Regions from separate parts of the Mus musculus genome. Here region 2 is linked to region 1. The links are chromatin contacts, called in public Hi-C maps. All regions are on one chromosome and are shown on one strand. The core of a region is the stretch at or near the end of the contact, and the rest is flanking DNA. Distances in the headings are between cores, read along the strand shown.

What was found. A called contact is a pair of places that touch in the nucleus more often than the background predicts.
Region 2: a contact with region 1 is called in a Hi-C map of group 2 innate lymphoid cells, with 5 times the contacts expected there. The contact joins two enhancer-like sites. A contact is called at or near these places in 5 of 484 Hi-C or Micro-C datasets (the HPC-7 cell line, epidermal suprabasal cells, group 2 innate lymphoid cells and 1 more) and 1 of 115 datasets of contacts at active chromatin or transcription factors (astrocytes).

What each region holds. Positions count from the first base shown.
Region 1 is chr2:9,376,200-9,383,048 of GRCm38.p6, forward strand. The region is part of intron 1 of Gm13219 (predicted gene 13219); the gene reads left to right. Among named protein-coding and RNA genes, the nearest start is that of Gm13219, 27 kb to the left of the region's middle. Within about 2 kb of position 1,977, at least 7 of the 459 cell types and tissues checked have an H3K27ac peak or open chromatin away from gene starts, as enhancers often do. A contact at or near this core is called in group 2 innate lymphoid cells, where this site is marked.
Region 2 is chr2:10,009,744-10,016,701 of GRCm38.p6, forward strand. All of the region lies in intron 2 of Taf3 (TATA-box binding protein associated factor 3), which reads right to left. Among named protein-coding and RNA genes, the nearest start is that of Taf3, 35 kb to the right of the region's middle. Within about 2 kb of position 5,413, at least 28 of the 459 cell types and tissues checked have an H3K27ac peak or open chromatin away from gene starts, as enhancers often do. A contact at or near this core is called in group 2 innate lymphoid cells, where this site is marked.

The sequences.
Region 1 (6,849 bases), core at 727-3,226:
TAATACCTATCTCATAAAAATTTATCATGATAAGGACAATGGTAACTCTAACCACATGTCAGGCATTGTTCTTGATATATTAGCACTTTTTACTCTAGTTCTTTGAGGCTAGTACAATTGTCACCATTGTTCATATGTTGAAACTGAGGTACATAACAGTTAAATAGCATTTTCCAATTGTATATAAAAGTGAGGAAAACTAAATGTATAATTCAATCTGCTTTTAAAATCTTTCTTCCCACCACTTTGCTACAGAAAGTTAAAAGGAAGAGCTGTTATGATTTTGATTTTTCTTTATCTTTTTGACTTTCAGATTTTTTTTGTTTTGGTTTTTGTTTTGAAACAAGAATTCTTATGATCCAGGATATCCTAGAACTCATGAGATAGCTAAGGATGACCTTTCTATATTCATATCCTAAGTTCTGGGATTACAGGTATGTAGTATCACCTTTGTCTCCTCATAAGCTTTTTATGAAAAGAACCACACAATATATATTTTAGGCTTTGCTTACCACCAAATTCCTGTCACAACTATTGAACTCTACCACTGTAGTCCAAGGACCAGGGTAGATAATATTTTAACACTAGTCTATTAACACCTATTTATAGACATGAGGGTATGAAGTTCATATTTTTTTCACATACCCACAAAATATGATTTCAATTTTTTCAACCATTTAAAAGCAAACAAATCATTCTTAGCTCACAATCCATATAAAAACAGGTGGTAGATAAGATTGAAGTCAGAGGCCATAATTTGCAAACCCTTGATCAAAAGGTTTGAATGCAATTAAAACAACAGACATGTGCAGAAAACTATGAATTGTAGTTAGTTATTTGTCTGCTCTGCTTGCATTGAACCTATTTAAATCCTAAAATTACTATCAGTCTTTCTGCTTTGACTGATCTGCACCAGCACAACCTACTTCTAAAATCCAGTGTAGATCTGCCGGTTAACAAGCTCTGTGGCCTTGGGCAATTTACTTAACTCTAAGCCACAGCTTCCTCATTGTAATAAGCAGTTATCCGGCAGGTTGATTGTTGTAGGCATTGAATTAAAAAATAGATGTCAAAAAATTATCAGTGATCCCCAGCATGTTGTAAACTTTCAATAAGTATTAACCCTATTAGTGCTCATATTATTATTACTATTGTCAAAATCATCAGCCCTGATTTAAAACACAAAATCAAAATAGCATATCAGTTGAAGCTCACGTCTGCAAGATGATGGAGGTCACCTTGAAGGTGACTAAAAGTCCTTTAAGTCTCTTTTGCAAGGTCCTTACTACCGGATAATTAAATCATATCTAAAACACTGCCTTCCTTACAAAATGAGAACATTTTGCCGTACTCTATTCTAGCAAAGAATCTAGAAAAATTAATCTATGCATGTCACCTAACACAATCCAGTCCCCAGGCTAGTCTGTCGGTGACTAGCTATGCTAGAATCTTGGGTCATAGTCAATATCTCATTCCCTAGTCTTAGCTTATTTGGGCGTTTATTTTTAATGTTTGCAAGCCACAGTAAAAAAAATGGAAAGATACAAACATTGGCATAATGAACCTCTATGCTTGAGGAGGACCATACTTATGTATCAATTAATTGAGCTCTGAGCATATAAAATACTTCTTGGGGGGCATATCAAAGGCAGCAGTGCTACCAATGGCCAGTTACACATAACAAAGTCTAGCTCTCCCTTTCCTTGGTCCCTCTAATATTTCTTGAACATGTCGTGTGTGTCTAGCATCATGGATCCTCTAACCATTTCTGTGGTTCGAGCATGAGTTACTAAAGATGAGATATGCAAATAAAATGCTTTAAAAGACCCAGAAATCACCACTGTCTATGTGTGGGCCAAGGAAAACCATGACTATGCTAAAAGTCATCAAGTTCCTTTGTTATCTGAGACTCGACTGTTTTCAGCTCAAAAGACTTGTGGGCAGGTAGCTTCGGTGAAGTTCACCATTTATCTGTTGGAGAATCAGCTGAGCGTGACTACGTTATCTGACGCTCTGTTTCAAAGGACTGATGGGTTGTGTTCTCAGAAGGGCTTGGCAATTCATCAGCAGCAGGAATGAGAGATGGTTCCCAGAAAACAATTTCCCTGTCATCTCAAGCTTTGTGTATGGCAGGAACCAAATGTCAGGTCTGATAGTTTGAATAGCAAGAAGCCTGGCCAAGTGTGAGAAAGAGACAACTTCTGTAATTCTGAAAGCACATTTGGATGAAATCAAGTAAGCATGGCTCAGATGATCATAACAATTAAGGATCTCCACCAGAGAAACTTGGAGCAAGTGAGGGATGGTTCTGCACATGTTAACAAGCAGATGCTCAGGTTTCTTGCTATGGCTAATCCCATACTTTCTGATCTCTTTTCTCTGTTAAGTTTGCTGTCTAGTCAAGTGTGTGCTTTTTGTCTGCAATTCTATTGCTCAGGTATTTCATTAAACATTTTTCCTTGTACTGCAAAATTGATCGATGAGCTAGGTGACTATCAGTGAACCCAGTCACTTAACTAATTCCCTCTCTGTTATATTTCTTTATAAGCGTGGGAACCCTCAGAAATGAATAGATAGATCACTAGGTACATAATTCTTTCCTTTGATTTCTCAGAGCTCATTTTTAAGACACTTAAAAGCTTCTAAACCACTGTCCCATCCTTTTTTTCCCCTGCCAGCTACTTCTTTAAGAATATTTTCATGCCTTCAGTTTCCTGTTAGTGAGCTCAAATAAGAAAATGCTTAAAGACCCTCACTCTTCCAGGGTAACTAATGTTTTATTTAAAGTTAAAGTTTTATGTTTTATGTTTATGTTTTATTTATTTATTTGTATGTTTTTTATTTTTATGTTTAATGTTTTATTTAAAGCTGTAAATGTCTAACAGCAACATCTCACACCTTCAAAACAACTCAGGAAGAATAAAATTCTTCCAAACATCTTTCACTTCAATAACTCCAGGCTTGTTTTATCTGCATGCATTTGGTTCCCAATCCATCAATCCATTACCCAGTTTTAAGAGGGTAATAGTAGACATTAGGGACTACTGTAAACACAGTGTTCTGAATTCTTCCAAGAAAGCAACAGATAACTGGAGCGCAATTCATCATCCCCTGCCAGAGAAACAGGGACTTTGTTGGAAAACCTGTCCTGCCCCTTTCTCTCCTTCAAGACTAAAACCTGTTGATTTCTCTTTGTACTACTAGAGACTAAACCCACGCTCTTACCTATTCTACAGAAATATTCTATCAAAACGTCACATCTTCAGTCCTTAAAACAGCCACTTTTGAAGCTAGCAATATATCTATCTTTCCATTACCTAATTTATAAAGAAAGTTAATGGGACACAGGACCACAAAGTAATAGGACAGTTATTAGTTTATTCATCTTCATATAGATTAGGTTTGTAAGGTTGAGAACAAACTGACCCTACTTTCAAGAAATGCCCAGGTACACTAAGATAACGAATAAATGCAAAACCAGTAAGTCTGTTTGCATGATGCACAAAGAGACTATTGCTGAATCTATTTTTTTTTCTCTCTCTCTTGGAAAGAACAGAGTCTACTGTACAGGAACACTAAGCTCTGGGACAAAGCCAAAAGACTCTCGAGACTGAAACTTGGAGTGTGTAGCCTCATCCCTCCAGGATCCATAATGAAACTATGAATGTAGCACAAGCAGAGAAGAGTATCCGCTAACATTGTATAGTTGAAACCACTGCAAACACGAGACCTACAGTGGAGAGCAAGTGGCTGCACTTTCTGGATAAACTGAGATCTTGGAAATTTTTTTCATTTAGTTAGCCATCAAAGCAGAAGTCAGCCGCAGAATATATCAGTAGTGCAGAGACAGAACAAGCAGAGCATACCCAGCAAGAATATAGCACAAATCTTTGAAAATTACATACCTTTCACTCCAAGGAAACGCAATACAGGAGTTATTTTGTGAGAACCAATACGTTGATAGGACTTTCTGGTAATAACTGGAAAGGGGAAATGGAAAGGTGAATTAACAAGCAATTGTGAGCTCAACTCCATAAAATTCAAGTAAAAACTGTGATTGTTCTGTTCGCACTGCGGCTATAATACTGTAGTTTTACAGAAGAGTAATGGTAGGAAAGTTACAAAGCCATATCAGATATATTGTGTAAGTAGAGGAGATGGACGGGTATACGCTGTGTACATGTTTGACAAATAATTACCAAGTGCTTTACGTAAACCTCAGCTGAGAAAATAACAGCGAACGCTAGTGGTTTGTCCATGTTTATTTAGAACCTGATGACCTGACACAGTCTCCATCCTTAGTTTTGTCTTGATCCCTCATCTTAATCATCTACAAACAGTATTGGCAATTTTCTATGCATATGAAAAATAGAGACAACTCAAGCAATTAGGCATTTCACGGGTAGGGGTTCATTCAAAACTTTTAGTCTTTATGACAAAGACCTGAGAGAAACCATTTAAAAGAAGAAAATTTAGTTTTGCCTAGGTACTCAGAGGTTGTGGTTCATAATTATCTGGCTCCATTTTTTTTTTCTGAGCCAATGGTGAGCCAGCGCATAATGGAAATATGGGGCTTTGCAAAGCTTCATGTCAGTGAGAAACCAAAGAAGAGACATGAAGGGACACGTGTGTGTGTGTGTGTGTGTGTGTGTGTGTGTGTGTGTGTCAGAGTATCTCACTTGAAAACTAATGCACTACTATAATCCTTTGACCTCTGCCTCATTTTCACCCCCTCAGAGACAATAAAGAGTACACAGCAGAGATGAGCAGAATTTTCAGTGCTCCCAAGGACAGTGGACTTCATATGTGGACTTCCACAGCCGCAGTATTTGATCACTGCCAACCATAAGTATGAGCAGACTTTGCTGTTGTTAAGACATCAGTGGACAGCTTCTATGTTGTTACAGCCGTGGGGATCATCAGGCCAGTCTCACAGGGATAGGCAATGTGACATCTACCAAGTGGAATTGAGAGGGAGCTAAAGCAAAGTGATATAAGTAATTTCTACTGCTCCTATTTTGCATAGAATCCTGAAGTTCCAAAAATAGGAGAGTGAGGTGGGCTTGTTGGAGTAGGTGTCACTTTGTTGCAGGAAGTGACCCCTGGGGGCAGGCTTTATAAGGTCACATGGTCAACCCAGGCTGGGTGAGGTAGTCACTTCCTGCTGCCTCAGCTCCTTCTTCAGCACCTTGTCTGCCATGCTTCTGGCCATGAAGGTAAAGGAATAAACTTCTGAACTGTAAGCCAGACCCTATTAAATGTTTTTTTTTATAAGAGTATCATTGTGGAGGTCACGAAGTCAGTGGACACACCCACGGTCCCTAGTTGACTCCCCACGACATCTTAGGATCACTGGTGAGTGGAACACAACATCGGTTCCAATCCAATCATGAGGGACCTGAGACAGCAGAAGGGAAGCAGAAAACCAGGGACCTTGACCAGCTACATGTCCCTTCCTGTTGGCACCAGCACCAGGTCACCTTGGGCACAGAATCGGCAGACACCCCCACAGTCCCCAGAGGACTCTCCACTTGATCTTAGGATCACTGACCAGACAGCTTTACGGTCCTCAAAGGAGACACCACTTCCAGGCACTGTAACATGCCTAGGATCTTAGGACAACAGGATCCCAGGAGCTGGGTCACACCAGTATTTCAGGGTCTCAGGGGAAGCTTGACTGCCAAAATCTCTGACACACCCAGATTCTCAGGTTCACAGGAGCACACAATCAAAGGATCACAGAGAAAGCTGGACTCTAAGGAGTCCTGAATCAACTGGGATTATAGGAAGAACAGACTCCAATCAGATATATTGAGGGCAGCAAGCACTTGAGATAATAAGATAATAGGAGGCAAGCATGAGAACAGAAGCAACAGAAGCCAAGGTTACTTGGCATCATCAGAAACAAACTCTCCCACCTTAGCAAGTCCCAGATACATCATTACACCAGAAAAACAAGACATGGATCTAAAGTCACTTCTCATGATGATGATGATGGAGGACTTTAAGAAGGAAATACAGGAAAACACAGGTAAATAGCTAGAAGCCTTTAAAGAGGAAACACAAAAATCCCTTAGAGAGTTACAGGAAAACACTACCAACCAGGAGATGGAATTGAACAAAACCATCCAGGATCTAAAAATGGAAATAGAAACAATAAAGAAAAATCAAAAGGAGACAACTCTGGAGATAGAAACCCTAGAAAAGAAATCAGGAACCACAAACACAAGCATCAGCAACAGAATACAAGAGATGGAAGAGAGAATCTCAGGTGTAGAAGATTCCTTAGAGAACATGGACACAACAATCAAAGAAAATGCAAAATGCAAAAAGATCCTAACTCAAAACATCCAGGAAATCCAGAACACAATGAGAAGACCAAACCTACAGATAATAGGAGTAGATTAGAATGAAGATTTTTTCAACTTAAAGGTCCCATGCATCCTATCAGATCACCATGGACTAAAGCTGATCTTAAATAACAACATAAATAATAGAAGGCCAACATTCACATGGAAACTGAACAACACTCTACTCAACGATAACTTGGTCAAGGAAGAAATAAAGAAAGAAATTAAAGACTTTTTAGAGGTTAATGAAAATGAAGCCACAATATACCCAAACTTATGAAACACAATGAAAGCATTTCTAAGAGGAAAACCCATAGCCCTGAGTGTCTCCAAAAAGAAACTAGAGAAAGCATACACTAGCAGCTTGACAACACACCTAAAAGCTCTAGAACAAAAGGAAGCAAATTCACCCAAGAGGAGTAGATGGCAGGAAATAATCAAACTCAGGGGCGAAATCAATCAAGCAGAAACAAAAAGAACTATTCAAAGAATCAACCAA
Region 2 (6,958 bases), core at 4,163-6,662, 640 kb after region 1:
GGGGAGGCAAACCATAAAGCTTACGAAGTGTGGCCGGCCGGCCCGGGCGCTTGAACTCCAGGCTGGGACTCTCTAGTCTCACTGCCCTCCAGAGCCTGCAGAGGCCAGGCCATGAGTACACATTTAGTCACTCCAAATGACATTTATGAGAGTTAAGCAAGAGAGGCAGTTTCAGCCACCTTTCCACATCACTCTTTAGTGGTTTGATAACTGTATCGATGGCATATGATTTTAAGGAAGCACGAAAGGAAAAGTTATTAGCAAACTTGCTAAGGTGATCAGTAGCTTGCATCAGCAGAGCACTAGCACAGAATTAGCGGTCCTGCTACTACGCCAGGCACCCGAACACTCCTCTTGACCATGGCATATTAACTCCACTGGAACCAAGAATTTTAAACGTTCCCTACTGGATAATTAGCTCGTAGGGCCTAAATGAAACCTAAAGTAATTTTTATACATTTCCATCTCCAGCATTGCTTAGTGTAGAGAAAAAGCAACACAACTTCCTATATTTTAATAGAGGGCAGTTTAGGCACTTAGCTATAGATGGAACACAGACTTAAAAAAATGCCATCCACAAACAAACTCTGCCACAAAGAATACGGCTCAACTGCTAATTATACAGAGAACGGATTTTAATTACATAGAGAATATTGCTTTTAAAAACACTGCAAATTGCAAAGGCAGACAAGGAGTTAGGGAAGCAATACATTTCTCTTGCGTTACAACAGTGCCCTCTACTGGCAGTTATAGAACCCTGCAGACATAAAGTATGACATTTTTATAGGGGGGAAAGGCCAGGAAGAACAGAAATCTTAGCACTATGAGTAGCCTTGTAGAATGAAGGAAGCAGCATTTTCTGAGAATTTTCTTTAACTTCATGAAGTACTTTAGTTACAAGGCCAGAGGTGGCACAGGTAGCTCTGTCTGCAGAGAGGCGCCTAGAAGTGAAAGTGGGTTCTTGTGAGCTCCCTCTGCACCCAGCCGCCTGCTTGCTGTGCAGGCTTGGGAAGCAGGCTGGGCCATTCCACTCGGATTTAGCTCTTTACTCTGATTTTCTTTTAAAAAAAAAAAAAAAGGCCAGGAAATTGTGCTGCTTTTAATGTAAATGATGAAATCCAACTTGTGTCACGTTAAACCTAAACCAATGTTTAACTTGACATATGAAAAGCCTTCTGATGAAATTTGTAGTTTTAAAACAACTGAATTCAAAGAATGTTTCCAACTATATATCTAGTTAAAGACAAACCACATTTAAGTGATAAATAGATATTAGAAATACTTCAACATTTCTTGGTAAAAAATTCAGAGAGCTAAAGAAACTAAGATCTCCAATTAAATGTATGAATATTTTTCTTGGCATGCCATAAAAGTCACCACCCAACTCATTAACAACAGGTCTTCAACAACAAATTATTGAAACCAATTCAGAGCAGAGACAATATATGACTTTACTTATTATCTCTTGTAACTAGAAATATTTCTTTAACACAAAAACCTGTTCCACAAGAACACCCTTTCTAGCCACACACAGTTGGTGATGGTAACAGCTATTACTAACAAAATAACCATGGAGCTATAGCTGGAACAACAAATCTAGATGTTTGTAGGAAATCACAATACAATCCTCTCCGTGACATTTATCAAAGCTTTGAATCTTACACTATCAGATAGGGAGGGCATTAAGAAATACTGCTTATGGCTGGGCAGTGGTGGCACAGCACTCAAGAGGCAGAGCCACGATGATAGCTGAGTTCCAGACCACCCTGGTCTACAAGGATACACAGAGAAACCCTGCCATGAAAAAAACCAAACCAAAACAAAACACCAACCAACCAACCAAAACTAAAAACACACCAACCAACAACCAAAAATACAAACCAGTGTTTCTGAACTAGCATATTAAACAACTGATCTTAAATAATTACGACTTCACTATTAGCTGACTAGACTATAGAAGACTTCCTGTTATTTATTTATTTATTTATTTATTTATTTATTTATTATTTACCTATAATAAGTAGGTTAATTCTATCAGAGGGACCTACAAACTTCTGCTGCAGAAACTTTATCTTCAAATCAGCTCAAGATGAAACTGACTTTAAGAAGGGAAAACCTTGAAAACATTCTGAAGAACAAAGTGGCCACAGCAGGAAACTATCAGGCTGAGTTTAAAGACTAAGGGCAAGGCCTGCTGAGACATTCAAGGCTGTGAAAACTGGGAGACTGAAGCAGACAGACAGAAGGATGTCAAGTTCAGCAGCTCACAGCCTAGTGAGGGCTGCAAACGTTCAAGAGTTAGGTTAAGAGTTACCACCCAACTTTCCAACCGTAGGTCTTCATATCTTATTAATGGTGGTGTTTTCAATTTTATAAAGGGAACCAAGAGAAAAAGGAAACTTACATCTAATCTCTTATTTTGTAATGAGCTACTAAAAGCATCCTTCATTAGGCTGGAATGCACATGTAAAGACATTATATTCTACATTGTCAGTGGTAGGAAAACCAGAAGAAACAAAGAATGAATTCTGAAAGTATCAGAGAATTATAATAGAGATAAAATAGAATATTCCCATATCCCGAGGATCAGAAATTAATTTTTTACAAGGATATACTTTCCTGAAAATGACCAGAACTTAAAAGAAGTGAGTGATGAGATTTTCATACTTAAAGGAATGATGGATTACAAAAGGCAAGGAGCAAGGTGATCATGGATTAGAATGCTACTGTTTCCTCTCCAGAGAAGTCCATAGTTATGTTTCTTTCCACAGGCTCTTAAAAGACAGAGAGAGACAGATGGACAGACAGACGGAGAGAGATGGACAGAGAGAGAGAGAGGGAGAGAGAGAGAGAGAGACATGCACGTTTGTGTATATTTTCACTATTACATTATTACTTGTATAGTAGTCCAAGCCACTTTTTCTACCTCCTAATTATCTACCTTTTTTCTTAAAGGATCACATCTGAAATCTCTAAATTTAAACATGCACAAAATGATATTTTTTTTAAAAAAGTGATATTTTAAAAAAATCTACAACGAGGGGCTGGAAAGCTGGCTGGGAGGTTAAAAGTGCTTGTTCTGTTTCCAGCACCCACATGGCGACTTAAGTTGCATGAGTTCTGAGATCCTCCTCTGACCTCTCTGGGCACATGGCACACATACATATATACAGGCAAAACACTCATAAACATAAAATAAGTAAGTCTAAAAAATGAACAAAGCAGATACTCTGGAAACAAAGACTCAACTACAAAGTAACACAACAGCACATAAAGGTCAGGTCTGCAATACAGAGGGCAAAAAGAAGTAAAAGTCTAAGCCTCAGAGTCATGAGAATCCCATGAGGTGACAAATAGTGAAGAAAAGCAAGAAGGCCCCAGCGTGGTGGAAAGCAGGAGCCCAAAGTAAGCCAAACCAAGAGCAGTCAATCCGATGCAAGGTGAACCACCTATCCCTAAAGGACACTGCCACACAGTGCAGCTCTGAGCAACTGATACCAAGATATTCTGATGAACTCTTTAGACTTCCAGAAAGGGAAAACAAACAACAAACTCCTTTGATTATTTAAAGAGCTAAAAGGGTAAGTTATATGCCAGGGGAACAGGCTTAGAAACAAGGCTTAAACCAGTGGCCATCAGTGGCCCAGGACCAGAGTAGGTAGGGTCCTGAAACACAAGTCTGAAAACTTGTCAGAGTCTAGTTTCTACAAAGTGTAAATTTAATATCAGAGAGAGCCTTCCTTGGGTAATAGATAGGAACTTTGGATAAAACAATGAAAACAAGTATGTGAAGGTTCTAGAAAGCAAGGAAGAGCAAGCAGACTTGAAAGACAGTTACAGTTGAGAAGAGAGGTCAGCACTGAGGAGAAGCTCATCTTTTGGGCCTTCCGTCTAAGGGCAGACTCTGACCTGGGCTTTGTGAAGTCCCTGGACATAAAGAAAAACCTGCACTGCTACTCTCCTGTGGACTCAGGATGGAGCCTGAGACTGACAACCAAACTCTACAAAGGAGATAGACGGGGAGTGGGAGAGAGTGGACCAGGAGTGGGGCATCCTGGCCTCTACATATAAATTCTGATTTAAACAATTATGGTGGTATTATGTTTTGTCAAAATAGAAAACCTGCAGAGCAAGGGTGAGCCCTAAGTAAAGAGCAGAGCTGGAGCAATAGCAAGCTGACAGTGTGCTCCTCAGTACACCCTCAGTTAGTGTGTCCGTGGCAGGGGCTGTGGATGGAGATACAGTGGGCATGCCAAACTTTCTGTATGTTCAGATCAATTTTGCTTTTTGAACTTAAATTGGCTCTTAAGCCAAGTACATAATTAAATAAAACCCAGGTCATGTAGCATTAAATATAAAATATGTATGGGTAAGTTAATAAATTATGCATAAGAGGCACACTGAAAACTACTGCACAATGCTAAGGAAAACCAAGTGAGTTAGGAAGGAAGAACTAAATCATGCTCATGAACTGGAAGGTTCAACAGTGCCACAACAGGAATTCCTCCAAAGTGACCTAGAGACTCTATGCAGTCCCCAAACTCCCTACAGTCTTTTCTGCACAAGTCAGGAGCCTGACCAAAGACTGATGTGGAAAGACAAGGGCCTCATGGCAAAGCTACAATGAGCCTAAAGAGCTGGCCTACTCGTAAGCTAAGAAGTGGGCCTGCAGAGCTCTCTGCATTTTCATAGACAATATCTGATCCCAAGATCAGAGATTAAAAAGTTTATCTCTCTCAGCCTTCCCTGGGTATTTATCTGAGATAAATGAAAGCACAAATGCTCACTGTAACTTTATCAGAAACTGTAAAACAAGAGACAACTGGAATGTCCATTAACAGGTGAGTGGGTAAATAAGCTATGGTGTGTGTATATGTATGTGTGTATATATATATATATATATATATATATATATATATAATTGCTACTCCTCAATAAAGGCCGGAGTATAGAAATTAGCAATGATATGGATGAATCTCAATATAATTGAGTGAGTGGGAAGAAACAAAAGACATTTTCTATGATGGAAACAGGCCAGCGATTATCTGGAGACAGAACTGGGGAGAGGGGAGATGAGACTCCTGGGGAGGTGGATATTTTCTCATTTGTCTGTGAAAATGGTTTCAGAAGTACTGACACATCTCAAAACTTATCAAAATGCAGACTTGAAACACATGGGATTTATTCCATACCAGGTATATGTCAATCAAGGCTAAAAAGGCAGGATCCCAAGCAAGCGCCAGGTGTGACACACCTGCAACCCCAAAGTCCAGGAGCTGAGATCTGACAACCATGGCCAGAAGGCCAGTCTGCACTACATTATGATAACCTACCTCAGAAGTAGTAAGAGGAGCACCCACAGTGACGCCGAAGCAACAGACTTCAGCTGCTGCTCAGCCTGGGACGCACAGCTGCCAGTCTGAGTTCAGCCAAACTAACTTCCTGCTGCCATAAGCAACCAACAGAAGCAAAATCAACACTCATCAGTAAAGTGCAACAAAACTCAGACTCTTCTATAGACTAACATTAATGCCAGGAGCATAACTAGGACTTAGTAGTTATAGGGAGAAATGCTAACAAAGCCTGCCAAAGAAAAAAGGCAGTCAGAGTCCAACTCAGACAACCAAAAGAGGTTCTCCTGTCTCAGGTTCTCGCTGTCTCAAAGCAAACAAAGCACGAGTCTAACCCTGGGGCTGCCGAGGCGCTTCAACAGGTAAGAGTGTGTACTGCTCTTGCAGAGAAGCTGGGTTTGGTTCTAGAAACCACATCGTGTGCCTCACAACTGTCCATGACTCCAGGTTCAGGAGATCTGAAGCCGTTGGCCTGCACAGGCACCTGCACTCATGTGCACATATGGCTGCACAGACACATATACATAGTTAAAAATAAATCTTAAAAAGTGAAGTTTAACATATGTTTAGCTGAGGTCTCACAAAGATGACAGACTAGAGAAGAAAAAGTACACTTCTCAAGCATAAAAGGATGAAACCACAGTTGAACTGCTGAAAACCAAATACAGTCTTGAAATTAAAAAAGAAAGATACCCATCTCACAAAACAATATCAATATTTAGACCCATGACATATCACTCCAAAGACACCTGACTTCTTACAGAAACAGTGGATCTTTATAGGCAGTACTGGGGTGTCTATGAGGTGGTAAAGGAAAAGAATAACCCCCAACACAGACATCTCTCCCCATAGAAGCTTTATAAAAGCCAAGACTGTTCTGAGAAGTGGACAACTGTAGATCTAAGTCAGGAGCACACACAGTTAGCCTGCAGCATCCTGACATAGCAAGAAGCCCATGTCCATGGTGCTGTCTGGGAACACAGACCAAATATGACAAGGCTCCTGCTGCTAAAGGGCCTGCAGCTGAGACCCACATAGACAAAGGCTGGCAGGCTTTATTCCCATTAAGGATGTTTGAGCTTACTAGTTCAGAATGCACAAGACTGACCATTCTGCTAACCTCCACACTAAGCAATATGAGAGCTACACACTTAAGAACTATTGGGACAGGCAACAAAAACCACTTTATGTAAGAGCACATAAAGCTTTAAACAGCAAGTGTAGCTACTCTGTTACTTTTGGAGGGCAGCAGTGGTTATGACTTGGGAGCAATGTAACCCACAGGAGAGCCTTGGCCTTGGCCCTAAAGCTGTAAGGCTGGTTTCAAGACAGACTGTGTGCGTGTGTGTGTGTGTGTGTGTGTGTGTGTGTGTGTGTGTGTGTGTGTATGACCCTGCACATTTAAAATACTAAATCTGCCAGGCATAGTGGCACAGGCCTCTAATCCCAGCAGAGGCAAAGGCAGGAGGATCTCTGTGTGTTTGAGGCCAGCTTGGTCTGCCCAGAGAGCTCCAGGACAGCCAGGGTGTCATAGAGAGACCCTATCTATCTCGATGAACAAACACTGAATCTGGCATTGTCTACCTGGTACATAAAACCTGGGTCCT